3 separate regions of the Zea mays genome follow, and all the other regions are linked to region 3. The links are chromatin contacts, called in public Hi-C maps. All regions are on one chromosome and are shown on one strand. The core of a region is the stretch at or near the end of the contact, and the rest is flanking DNA. Distances in the headings are between cores, read along the strand shown. Region 1 holds the start of LOC100286329 (ATP binding protein). Region 2 holds the start of LOC103654772 (pre-mRNA-splicing factor CWC21). Region 3 holds the start of LOC100216798.

Evidence for each region. A called contact is a pair of places that touch in the nucleus more often than the background predicts.
Region 1: a contact with region 3 is called in a Hi-C map of leaf, with 5 times the contacts expected there. The contact joins the promoter of LOC100286329 here to the promoter of LOC100216798 in region 3. A contact is called at or near these places in 5 of 25 Hi-C or Micro-C datasets (ear, endosperm and leaf).
Region 2: a Hi-C map of leaf shows a contact between it and region 3, with 6 times the contacts expected there. The contact joins the promoter of LOC103654772 here to the promoter of LOC100216798 in region 3. A contact is called at or near these places in 2 of 25 Hi-C or Micro-C datasets (leaf and tassel).

Annotation. Positions count from the first base shown.
Region 1 is chr4:236,180,958-236,184,319 of Zm-B73-REFERENCE-NAM-5.0, reverse strand. LOC100286329 (ATP binding protein) reads left to right here and starts at 1,625. Exons shown (of 17, transcript NM_001159216.1): 1 at 1,625-1,786.
Region 2 is chr4:236,783,837-236,787,216 of Zm-B73-REFERENCE-NAM-5.0, reverse strand. It overlaps LOC103654772 (pre-mRNA-splicing factor CWC21), which reads left to right and starts at 1,449. Exons shown (of 1, transcript XM_008681589.4): 1 at 1,449-2,224. The coding sequence starts at 1,594. The coding sequence ends at 2,004.
Region 3 is chr4:236,444,352-236,448,184 of Zm-B73-REFERENCE-NAM-5.0, reverse strand. LOC100216798 reads right to left here and starts at 2,312. Exons shown (of 3, transcript NM_001143197.1): 1 at 2,132-2,312; 2 at 1,249-1,806; 3 at 174-1,170. The coding sequence starts at 1,791. The coding sequence ends at 466. LOC103654760 reads left to right here and starts at 2,253. Exons shown (of 1, transcript XM_008681578.3): 1 at 2,253-3,833. The coding sequence starts at 2,556. The coding sequence ends at 3,632.

The sequences.
Region 1 (3,362 bases), core at 376-2,875, 260 kb after region 3:
GTACATGCCAATGTGGCAGCCGGAGAGATCTGGGCACCCTGCTGGCGTGATGTCGTGGCTGCCGGAGGTGCGGCGGAGCCTGGCGGAGGGACAGCTGTTGGAGCGGTCGAGTCCCTGCTGACGTCGTTCTGCTTCCGTAAGAGAGCTGGGGGCCGCCGTCGTCATAGAGCTTGTGGAGCACTATCATTGCCCCTCCGGCGGAGCTGGCCGGATGGGACGCCGGTCTTGTTCTCCGTGACCCGAGTCGATTCGGGGTAGGATGATGATGACGCTTCCTGTTGACGTGGCGGTCTGTGCCCTAGGCAGGGCGACGTGGGGGTTCCTCCGAAGCCGAGGTTGAGTCTGCCTTCCGTTGCCGTGGCCGAGCCCGAGCCATGGGGTCGGGCGAGGCGGAAGTCGTTCGGCCGAGGCCAGGGCGGAGTCCGAGCCCTGGGGTCGGGCGAAGCGGAGTTTCGTCGTCTTCCGGGTCTTAGCCCGAGTCCGAGCCCTGGGTCGGGCGGAGCGGAGTTCGCCGTCTTCCGGGTCTTAGCCCGAGTCCGAGCCCTGGGGTCGGGCGGAGCGGAGTTCGCCGTCTTCCGGGTCTTAGCCCGAGTCCGAGCCCTGGGGTCGGGCGGATCGGAGTTCGCCGTGGCGCCTTTGTCAAGACCTGACTGCCGGTCAGACTCACTCTGTCGAGTGGCGCTGCAGTCGGAGTGGCGCAGGCGGCGCTGTCCCTCTGTCAGACTGGTTAGTGGAGCGGTGGAGTGACGGCGGTCACTTCGGCTCTGCCGGGGGCGCGTGTCAGGATAAAGGTGTCAGGCCACCTTTGCGTTAAATGCCCCTGCAATTTGGTCAGTCGGTGTGGCGATTTAGTCAAGGTTGCTTCTGAGCGAAGCCAAGGCCTCGGGCGAGCCGGTGATGTGTCCGCCATAAAAAGGGGGCCTCGGGCGAGACGGAAGTCTCTCGAGGTCGGCTGCCCTTGGCCGAGGCTAGGCTCGGGTGAAGCGTGATCGGGTTACTCGTGTGGACTGATCCCTGACTTAATCGTACCCATCAGGCCTTTGCAGCTTTATGCTGATGGGGGTTACCAGCTGAGAATTAGGCGTCTTGAGGGTACCCCTAATTATGGTCCCCGACAATATTATAATGTTTGTTCATCATCAGTTCATTCTATTTAAGTTAGCGTATTTACAATAATAATATATATTTGTATTGGCTATATAATATTAGTGTTATAATAATATTTTGTCATATGAATTTTACATATTATAGTGATATTTGTAGTTTTTTATTTATGTTTTATACTAATTTTTAACTACCTGGACAACGTGCTGGCTGCTTATGAAAATAAGGCCAAAATTTCTCTCAGCGGCTCTCGCGCTAAGCAGTCCAGTGTCCTTCGTATCAAATCCAGGCCTGGCCTGGCCCATAAGGCCGACTGGTCCCCACGGGCAGCCTCTCTCGTCCGGTATCAGGCTCCTTGGCCATTCGCCCGTTCTACGCCAGAGCCCAGAGGAGGCAGCAAGTCGTTCTCGCATCTCGCGCGCCTCGTGAACGAATCCCTAACCCCACAATTAAAAGCAAGCAACCCCCGCTCCCCCACCTGCGCTAATTAATCACATCACGAGATCCCCTTGCCCACCTCCTTCGCCTCAGTCACACGCCTCGATCTCGCCTCGCCGCGCTCCCACCACCGCACCATCCCGGCCGCCTCGCTCGCGACGCACCAAGGTGCCCTCGTATCCCGCGGCGCCGGATTGGGTTCCCTCCGGGGATCACGCGGCGAGCCTCGCCGCTCGAGCCACAGGTCAGTTCTTCCATTCTCTCCGCCCTTCGAATGTGGACGTTGCTGCGCGCTCGATCGATGGGCGACGTGCTCCGTTACCGGTCCAGGATTGATGCTGAGAGCGAGTGGATGATGGCAGCGGGCAATGCTGTCTTTGCGGCGTTGGTCTTTGTCATTTGTCAACGCCGCTGGGGTTTGACTTTTGCGTGAATACGGGTTTCAATGGGCAGCTCATATGAATTGTCGGTGGCTGCGCAGATAGAGGGCACCAACGCTCGATGGTCAAAATTTAGAGCTGGACCTTGGATAAGGTTAGGCCGTCTAGTGTATTGTAGTTAAGCTTGCTTGTAGGGATGAAAACGGTCGAAAACGATCCAAAAAAACATCTGAAATGATTTTGTTTTCATATTTTCTTAACGGGACGAAAACGAAAACGAAAAACCAACGGTCGAGTACGGTATGACGGTTATTTGAAAACGATAAACTCTAATCGGAAAGATAAATATTTTGTAGTTTCCACAAATACGTAATAAAGTGACATATTGCCTAATTTTTAAGATATTACAATAACAAATAACTCTTCTTCATCATTCATATTATTCAGAGTAATTATAACTTTTTGTTTTTCTCTTCTTCATTCACTTGAACAATAAAAGTCTGTAACTTACATAAATTATACGCTAGTTCTATCTCATATTATATAAAAACGGTAACATCACGACTCAAAGACGGAAAATACGAAAACGATCGGAAAAGTAGCCAAATTGTTTCCGTACCGTTTCTAATCGGTTCCCAAACAATTCGAAAACGAACGGGAAAAAACGATATTTGAAACGGGACAGTACGGGACTCTCTCGTACCGTTTTCATCCCTACTTGGCTACTTGCATGGTCACCTGTTAGCCGGTCTATAAGAGATAGGCTGAAGACCTGCGCTGACCTTTATCACATGCTACACTTTTAGCGTGTTTGGTTTGAGGAAATGATATAGCCCATCATTTTCACACTCCTTACTTTTTTGTTTGGTTTGTAGAATGGTATGACTTGATCCATCACCATTTCATTCCTCATAACCAATGTGGAATAACTCATGATGCACCATCTCATATAAAATGGATCGACTCTTCAAACCAAACACCCCCTTTGTCTTTAGCTTGGCGCCAATTTTTCTACAACTTTTTTATATGAAAACCATATCTACAAGTAAAATGAAGATATTTTTTCGACGAGATCTACAACTTTCTAGTTTTGAGTTTTTTCATTTGTGATCGTTAAAATGTTAAAAAATAATCGCACATTCAAGGGTATTTTGGATTTTTTTCACCGCAGTTTGCTGTTAGAGCCAAATCTAATGGGAGTGTTGTGGAGGGCAAACAAGTTCGAACCAGTGGCCATTCAACTTTTTTTAATGACATACGTGGAATTGCAAACTTTTACAATAGCATACAGGGAAAAGATTAGTTATAATTGGCTCAGTGTTAGTCATGGATTTCTGTGGCCCAGTAGTCCGGAACTAGTTTTCCATTTCCTAGATGGGTGTACATGTTAGTCAAACATGAGGCTGTTGGTTTAGTGTGATCACACATTCACACCTGGTT
Region 2 (3,380 bases), core at 200-2,699, 340 kb before region 3:
TGGCACGTGAGTGAGATATAGGGGAACATAGAGTAAACCATTGAAGGTAGTCTAAGCTCCATTGAATTGGATAATAATCCCTCTATTCCAAAATATAATTTGTTTTATATTAAACCAGCATTCATTAGTTAACCTATAAATATAGTTTGTATATATGTCTACATTTATTATCACTTATTTGAATGTGGGAAAAAGAGGGATAGAAATAACTATATTTTGGGATAGAGGAAGTAATAAATATTCGCTTTAACTGTTAGTTTTTATGTTTATATTCAAATGAATGATGATGAATCTAGAGACATACAGAAGACATACTTCAATTATTGTATGAATCCACAAAAAAAGGTTAAAACAAACTTTAATTTGGGACAGGGAGAGTACATGAGTACAACAACATCGTCTGGTCGATGGTGAAGGCATGGTGCTCTTAGTCACTGTTTGCTCAAGTATTAGTATTTTACGGTGCCCTAAGCTTAGCGTTCAAATCCAATGCAGGTATACTATGCTGCGTACGAGTGCCAAGTTACTTAAACTCTCTTCAACGGTTACCCCTAAATTTCGCCCTCTACATTCCACTTTTGCACCATGTCACCCAGATTTCACCCCTACTTTTCTTCCTCCCGCAACGTTTTCTCCTAAATTATTTTCCTATACCTCACTACAACTATAAAATATTATTTTACATACATATTCATCATCCATTAACAAGTTTTCCTCAACAAAAAATATTAGCATGCACGAAAATCGAGGCTAGGGGTTGCCTGCCACGCCTCCACATTTGGCAAAGTATTGTTCGTTCCCCTTACACTGTAGCGGAGGTAAGGGTTTAGTGTTTGCCGTTGCAACGGCAGGGGGACAATAAACGCATACAAGTGTAGGGGAGGGGGCGCTCGTAGAAAGCGCTGCACATAGTCTTATGAAGGGACGAGGGACATACATATAAACTATTCGAGTCACACTCGTTTTCACTAGCACAAGCCCGGATGCTCGCTCGTTCTGCTCGGAAGCTGAGTCTACCACTGATTGTAACTATTTGGTTGAGATTACAAATTTTAGGTAACGAATCTGGTTCATGATGCTGAACCAAACAAACCTTAAAACAAATATCAATTATAGAATTTTCAGAGTATGATATTTTGGTAACATGAATAACAATAATATAGAAAATCTAGGGAATTCATATATGTTTAGAAATCTATTGTACCGTTGCATCTGTTTGGTTGGAGTTCTAAATTTTTAACTGCAAATTTGGTTCAGAAAGATAAACCGAACATACCTCAAATATTACAATTTCTAACAGAAATATATTCTCATGGAGATAAATTCCTCAACGTGCCGGAGATGAGAGAAAATACTCTCACGTGACCCTCGCGGCCTCGCGCGAACAGTGATCCGAACCGGAATTTCCGTTGCCATCTCTACCCGGGGCCGGGGCTACGGACTCGGAGTCACGATTCAGAATATAACCCAACCGGCTCGTCCCTCGCTTCTCACCTCACCCCGTCCGGACTGCGGACCTAACGCGCGAGCACGAAGCCCTAGTTTGCGCCGCCGCCGCCGATACATCCGGCCTCTCCTCGCCCGCCGGCCGCGATGTACAACGGCATCGGGCTGCAGACCGCGCGGGGGTCGGGCACCAACGGGTACGCGCAGAGCAACAAGTTCCTCGTCAAGCCCCGCTCCACATCCGGCTGGGGTCCGGGCGGACGCCACAGGCCGCTGCCCCTCGAAGCCGCCGGCGCGGATGGCGGCGGGATGCGCAAGCCCAACAAGGAGATCCTCGAGCACGACCGCAAGCGGCAAGTCGAGGTCAAGCTGCTCGTGCTCAGGGACGCGCTCGAGGAGCACGGCTACACCGAAGACGAGATCGAGGAGCGCGTCGCGGAGGCGCGCAAGGCCGCGGAGGCAGAGGCGGCCGTGGCCGCGGAGGAGGCAGGGAGCGGTCGTGGCGCCGGGCGACCGCCTCTGCCCGGCAGAGGATATGGATCTGTTGGCGTCGTTTAGGTTTCAGATTGCGCAGATAAGGCCAGATGTCGATTTTTGAAGGATAGGCCAGATGTCGATTGTCTAGCAAGACCTAGATGTAGTGGCTTCGATATTAGTATGGAAGTCTTCTGCAGTGAAAGCTAGTACTTAAAATCATTTATTCGAATTGTATATGTTCTGTTTATATGTTCGTGCATTTGTCCATCTTTTGGATCGTAAAATCATTTATCAGTCCCAAGCTTTGCACATATGAGAAGTATGGCTATCTATACTTTCAGTCTATTATACTTATCCCACCAGAGAATTGCATATTGATGGAGTGGATGGTGGTCGAAGACAGTTCTTCCATGTAGTTTGTTTCCTGACAAGTATTATCGCTTGCAGCTGGTGTGATTTAGATGGATGCCATGATTTCATACATTCCCGTGCAAATGTGGGAAAGTCTGTATTTTGTAACGGTTGATTTTCTGTCCATTAGACTTTCTGCTGAATATATGGCATATTCATGCTGAAAGGAAATGGATTGGCATTCATGGAAACAAAAAAATATAATTTAAATGCTTAATTTCCTCCATAAATATAAGATCTCTCCAACAGACGTGCATTTAGGCTCGTTAGAACCAGTTTATGATATATACTGATACTAATTATATTACACGGTGAAGTATTTATCCACTGTGGTACACTGTGTACAAAATCTGTTTTTTTTGTTGCACGCACAAATTTAGGATGAAAAGAATGTGAGTTAAAAGGAAATGGATTGACATGCATGGAAATAAAAAACTGATTTTCAATGCTTTATTTCATACATAAATGTAGGATCTCTCCAACAGCCATGCAGCTATGCTCGTTAGAACAATTTATGATATATACTGATACTAATTATGCTATAAGTCGAAGGTATTTATGTATTACGGTACACTACATAAAAATCAACAAACAATTACATAAAATCTGAATAGAAATATCATGAACAAACAAAAGATGGAAGGAGAGCCATGAACTGACAATGTATCATAAAAACTATTGATGTTGGCATAAATATGTATACAAAATAGCATAAAAATAGCGACGTCGATCCGCCACTGCTCGCGCCTAGGGAAGTCCACGTCGTCGCTCACGCCTTGGGAAGGTCGGCGTCGCCGCGGGAGGTGGGACACCAGCGTGCGCCACTCTGGGGTGTGCGCCTCCGAGGAGCCGATGTCGCATGCGCCTCTTGGATCCGCTGCCGTGTGTGCGTCTCCCAAATCCGTCGCCGCCATGCTCCCTTAGGGCCACCACCGCCACTTTCGAAGCCTACCGCGCCTGACGCAACCGCCGTCACCACCGGGTCTAGGGTGCACCACCGCCGCTCGTCCGCTTCGGGAGCACCGTCGGCGCTTGCCCGCTCGCCT
Region 3 (3,833 bases), core at 1,063-3,562:
TTTGGATACCGTGTAAAACTTTGTTGGTTCCTGTTTCTTAATGAAATGGGGGGACCTCCTTTCTGTTAAAAAAAATGGAGAAAATCGTTGCTCCGTATGGCACAAGAAAACTAGATTTCCGTACCTACATAGAATCCTAATCCAAGCACCAGATTATCTGGAGGGCAGCAATTCAAATCTCTTAATCAAGCTCTCCCATTTACATATATTTCAGACATCTAGTTTGGTTAACAGATGCAGGATATGAAGCAGCCAACTTAAGGTGGGAATCAACTCGGTACAAACTGCAAAACATTACTGGTTGAAAACTTGAATAATCACATCTGAAATGCATCAAAAGCAAGGATCTGGATGTCGTAAAAAGCATATGCAGCATGCAACGACAAACACCTATGTGCAGCATAAAAGTAAGCTGTCCTCTACTTGCCTCAATATTCTTTAAGGCCAGCCTGTTCTATTCTGAAATCAGACATACATACTACTTTCATAATCTGCCCACATCCTCAGTGCAATACCATCTCTCAAAGCATTACCCATGTCGCATTCACTGTTGAAAGCTGAAACATCATAACCATACGTGTCATCACCACTAGGAAGATTCACTGTTTTACGGGACGCAAATGGAATTGTTTGCTCACATAACAACTCTTCACTACCTCCTTGTCTCTGAATTATGTTATGCATAACAACTGCCGCTGAAGGAATTTTCAGTTGAGTGTCTTTTCGGTATGATGTTGCGACATTTAGAATTGGAAACCGCATCTTCAGTAGGCCTACAGCACGCTTGATATGTCTGTACAGCTGTGCATGGCGAAGATTGAAAAGCTCCCTATAGTCTATTGGTTGGAAATTGCTCTCATCTTGCTCTTCAGCATGGTAAGAAACTTCACTAAAAGGAGCAAGAAAAGATGGCGTGTTCGCATAACCCCCATCAACCAGGTAGAACTTTCCTCTTGGGACTTCAAATCCATATTCTATAGCAGAGTATAAGACTGCTGCGTCAGATGCAGACCCTTCTCGGCTACAAGAAACATGGACAAAATTCAAATCAAAATCACAAGCAAGCATCACGTTTTGGGAAAGGGATTCTTGTCTATTTCGGTATGGAGCTGCTTCACTGTCCGATATTGTCATAGGGACATGGATTCCATCAATTGCTCCAATACAGTTCTGCAAGGGAAAATAAGTCCTCAAGGTAACAGAAAAGGGCAGAAAATCTTAGTTTATATCACCAAAAGTTACACTGACCTCAAAGTAAGGCCCATAACGTGTATCAGATGATATTTTCCGGTGGGCTTGAATTGAAGGTGGCCTGACGAATTCACCAGTCATTGGTGTGACTGCATCAAAGCATGCTTTGATATGCCTGTGAATAGTTTCTGTACTGTACTTGAATCTGTCACTTAGTTTCTGAAAACTAGCATTTCGGGATAGCATGTAAATAAACATGCCAATTTTCTCTTCTACAGAAACACCTCTGGTATTTTTCAAAAGATCATTTGACCTCAGATAGCGTGAAAGTTCGAGGAGAACATGGGGCTCCACACGAAGTTTATCATAGCCTTGGCCTCTGTCATCTTCAAGCACTTTACAAATCCTTTCTGCATCGTTAAACTTTGATACTTGACTTGGAGTTTCAATCGCAGTACCATCACTAACCATAGATGTTTGATCCAGAGTTCCAATTCCAGTAGATGCTAGATATAGCGCTGGCAATATGAATATCATTAAGTCATCATCTTCTTCTTCGTCGTCCTCCTCTTCAAAGTCACTAGAGTCTTCTGGATCCATCTTCCAAAAAAAGTACTGGCAACGAAGAAAAAAACAGATTTAAAATGAAGGGTTGCAGGCAAAATATGCATGTTCAAAGAACAAGTGCAGTTTTGAAAAGAAAAGTCAGGCTGAAACTGAAAATAAGCAGTGTTACTAGGATGCTATCAGGGATTTCGGTCATTCCTAAAGTAAGCACAGGTGAAAAGTTTTAAGATGCAACCTAGCAATACGGTGACTAGTGATGAATAAGCAGACAAAACTAAAGCGAATCAAGCAGTAGTTCAAACATCCCCAACCGGAAGCAGGAGGGCGGATTTGGTGGTTGCGAACTTGAGATCGTGGAGGCCTGGTGAGCTACCTGAGATGGCCGACAGAAGTTGCCTTTTCCGGTAGGAAACGGAGGTGATGAAGTGGGGACCTCCCTGCGAGTCTTCGCCGAAGGAGAGGTATCGAGACGGGGGAGGCAGAAGCCTACCGCCGACGGCGATGAGCCGACGACGCCCGGCAGGCGGCGCAAACCTTTGCGACTTGCAACAAACACAAGACGAGGATGAATGAAGCAGCAGCAGCCAGCACTGATCCTCTTGCCAAGCCGGGTGATGAAGCGACAGAAAGCCCAATAAGATCTAGAGGCGCGGCCCACATTTGTACATGGGCCTGGTTCATCTCTATAGCCAAGTCAACGGCGATCTCTGCACTGAAGTGTGACAAGTCAAACTCGCCTTCCCTCTGATGCCCAAATCTCTCTGGGATTGGGATCTCCAGTTGCCCGATCCCCTTCCATGACACGCGAAATGCACGCCATCCTCGCTGGGATTCCGCAGTCCCTCCGGCCCGCGGTGCTGATCGCCTCGACGTGCGCGCTGCTCCTCCTCGCCACCGCGCTACTCCTTCCGCGCGCTCCTCCGGCGGCGCCGGCGGCGGCGCTGACCACTGTCACCGACGCGGACGCCGTCCGCTTGGACGCTAGCGTCACCCGAAGGAACGGCAACGAGGTGCTGTGGCAGCTACCGCCCCCGTCGTCCCCACTGCGAGCCGCGTTGTTCGCGGCGCCCGGGTGCACCATCCGCGCCACCGACTTCTTCGACGCCTCCCCGGGCTGCCCGCGCTGCACGGGGCTTCCCGAGGAGCGCCGTTTCACCCGCGCCGCGCTCAGCCGCGGGTACGCCGTCCTCGCCGTCTCCAGCCGCGCCAAGTGCTGGTCCCTCGACGACGCCGGCGGCGGGGAGGACGGCAGCGAGCTCGCCGCCGTCCAGTCCATCATCAAGTGGTGGACCACAGAGAAGTACCCTCAGCTCGCGGGCCTCCCACTCTTCGGCATCGGCGCGTCCTCGGGCGGGTACTTCCTCTCCGCGCTCGCGGCCAGGGTTAAGTTCAGCAGCGTGACCGTCATGATCGCGGAGGGCATGTACGGGACCATGGCCGAGATCCCCACCGGGTATCCGCCGGCGCTGTTTGTGCATATGCCCAAGGACACCGAAAGGGCGCGGTTGGTTGCGGAAAGCATGGACAAACTCAGGGAGAAGCACGTCGACGTGCGGGAGATCCAGTGCGATGACTTCGCCGTGAGCGCGGAGTTCCTGGCGGAGAGGGTGCCGGGGCTGACCTGGGCCTTCGCCAACGCGCTGGTGGACATGCTTCGGCGGAAGGGATTCGTGGATGAGAAGGGGATGCTGAAGAAGGACGGGAGGAGAACGCCGTGGAAGGAGGCGGCTGAGGAGGCCAAGGTGCTGCCTGAGCGGTTCGGTCTGGAGAGGCATGTCACCGAGGAGCTCAATGTTGCCTATGCGTACCATGAGTTCACCAGCCTGAAGAATACTGAAGTCTTCCAATGGTTTGAGTCCCATATGAATCATTAGGACTGATGCCCAACTAGCTTGCATACCACAGTGAACCGAGTAATCTTCTGATTGTTTGAAGATCCACTTTTGACCATGATCTACAATAGCAGAAAAGTTAGAGCAAGACCTTGTGTAAGACTTCTGCCCACAGCTTATAGTTTACAACTTCCACTCATAGTTTCTGGTATGTTTGTATCTCTATTCACTACTTGTTACTTT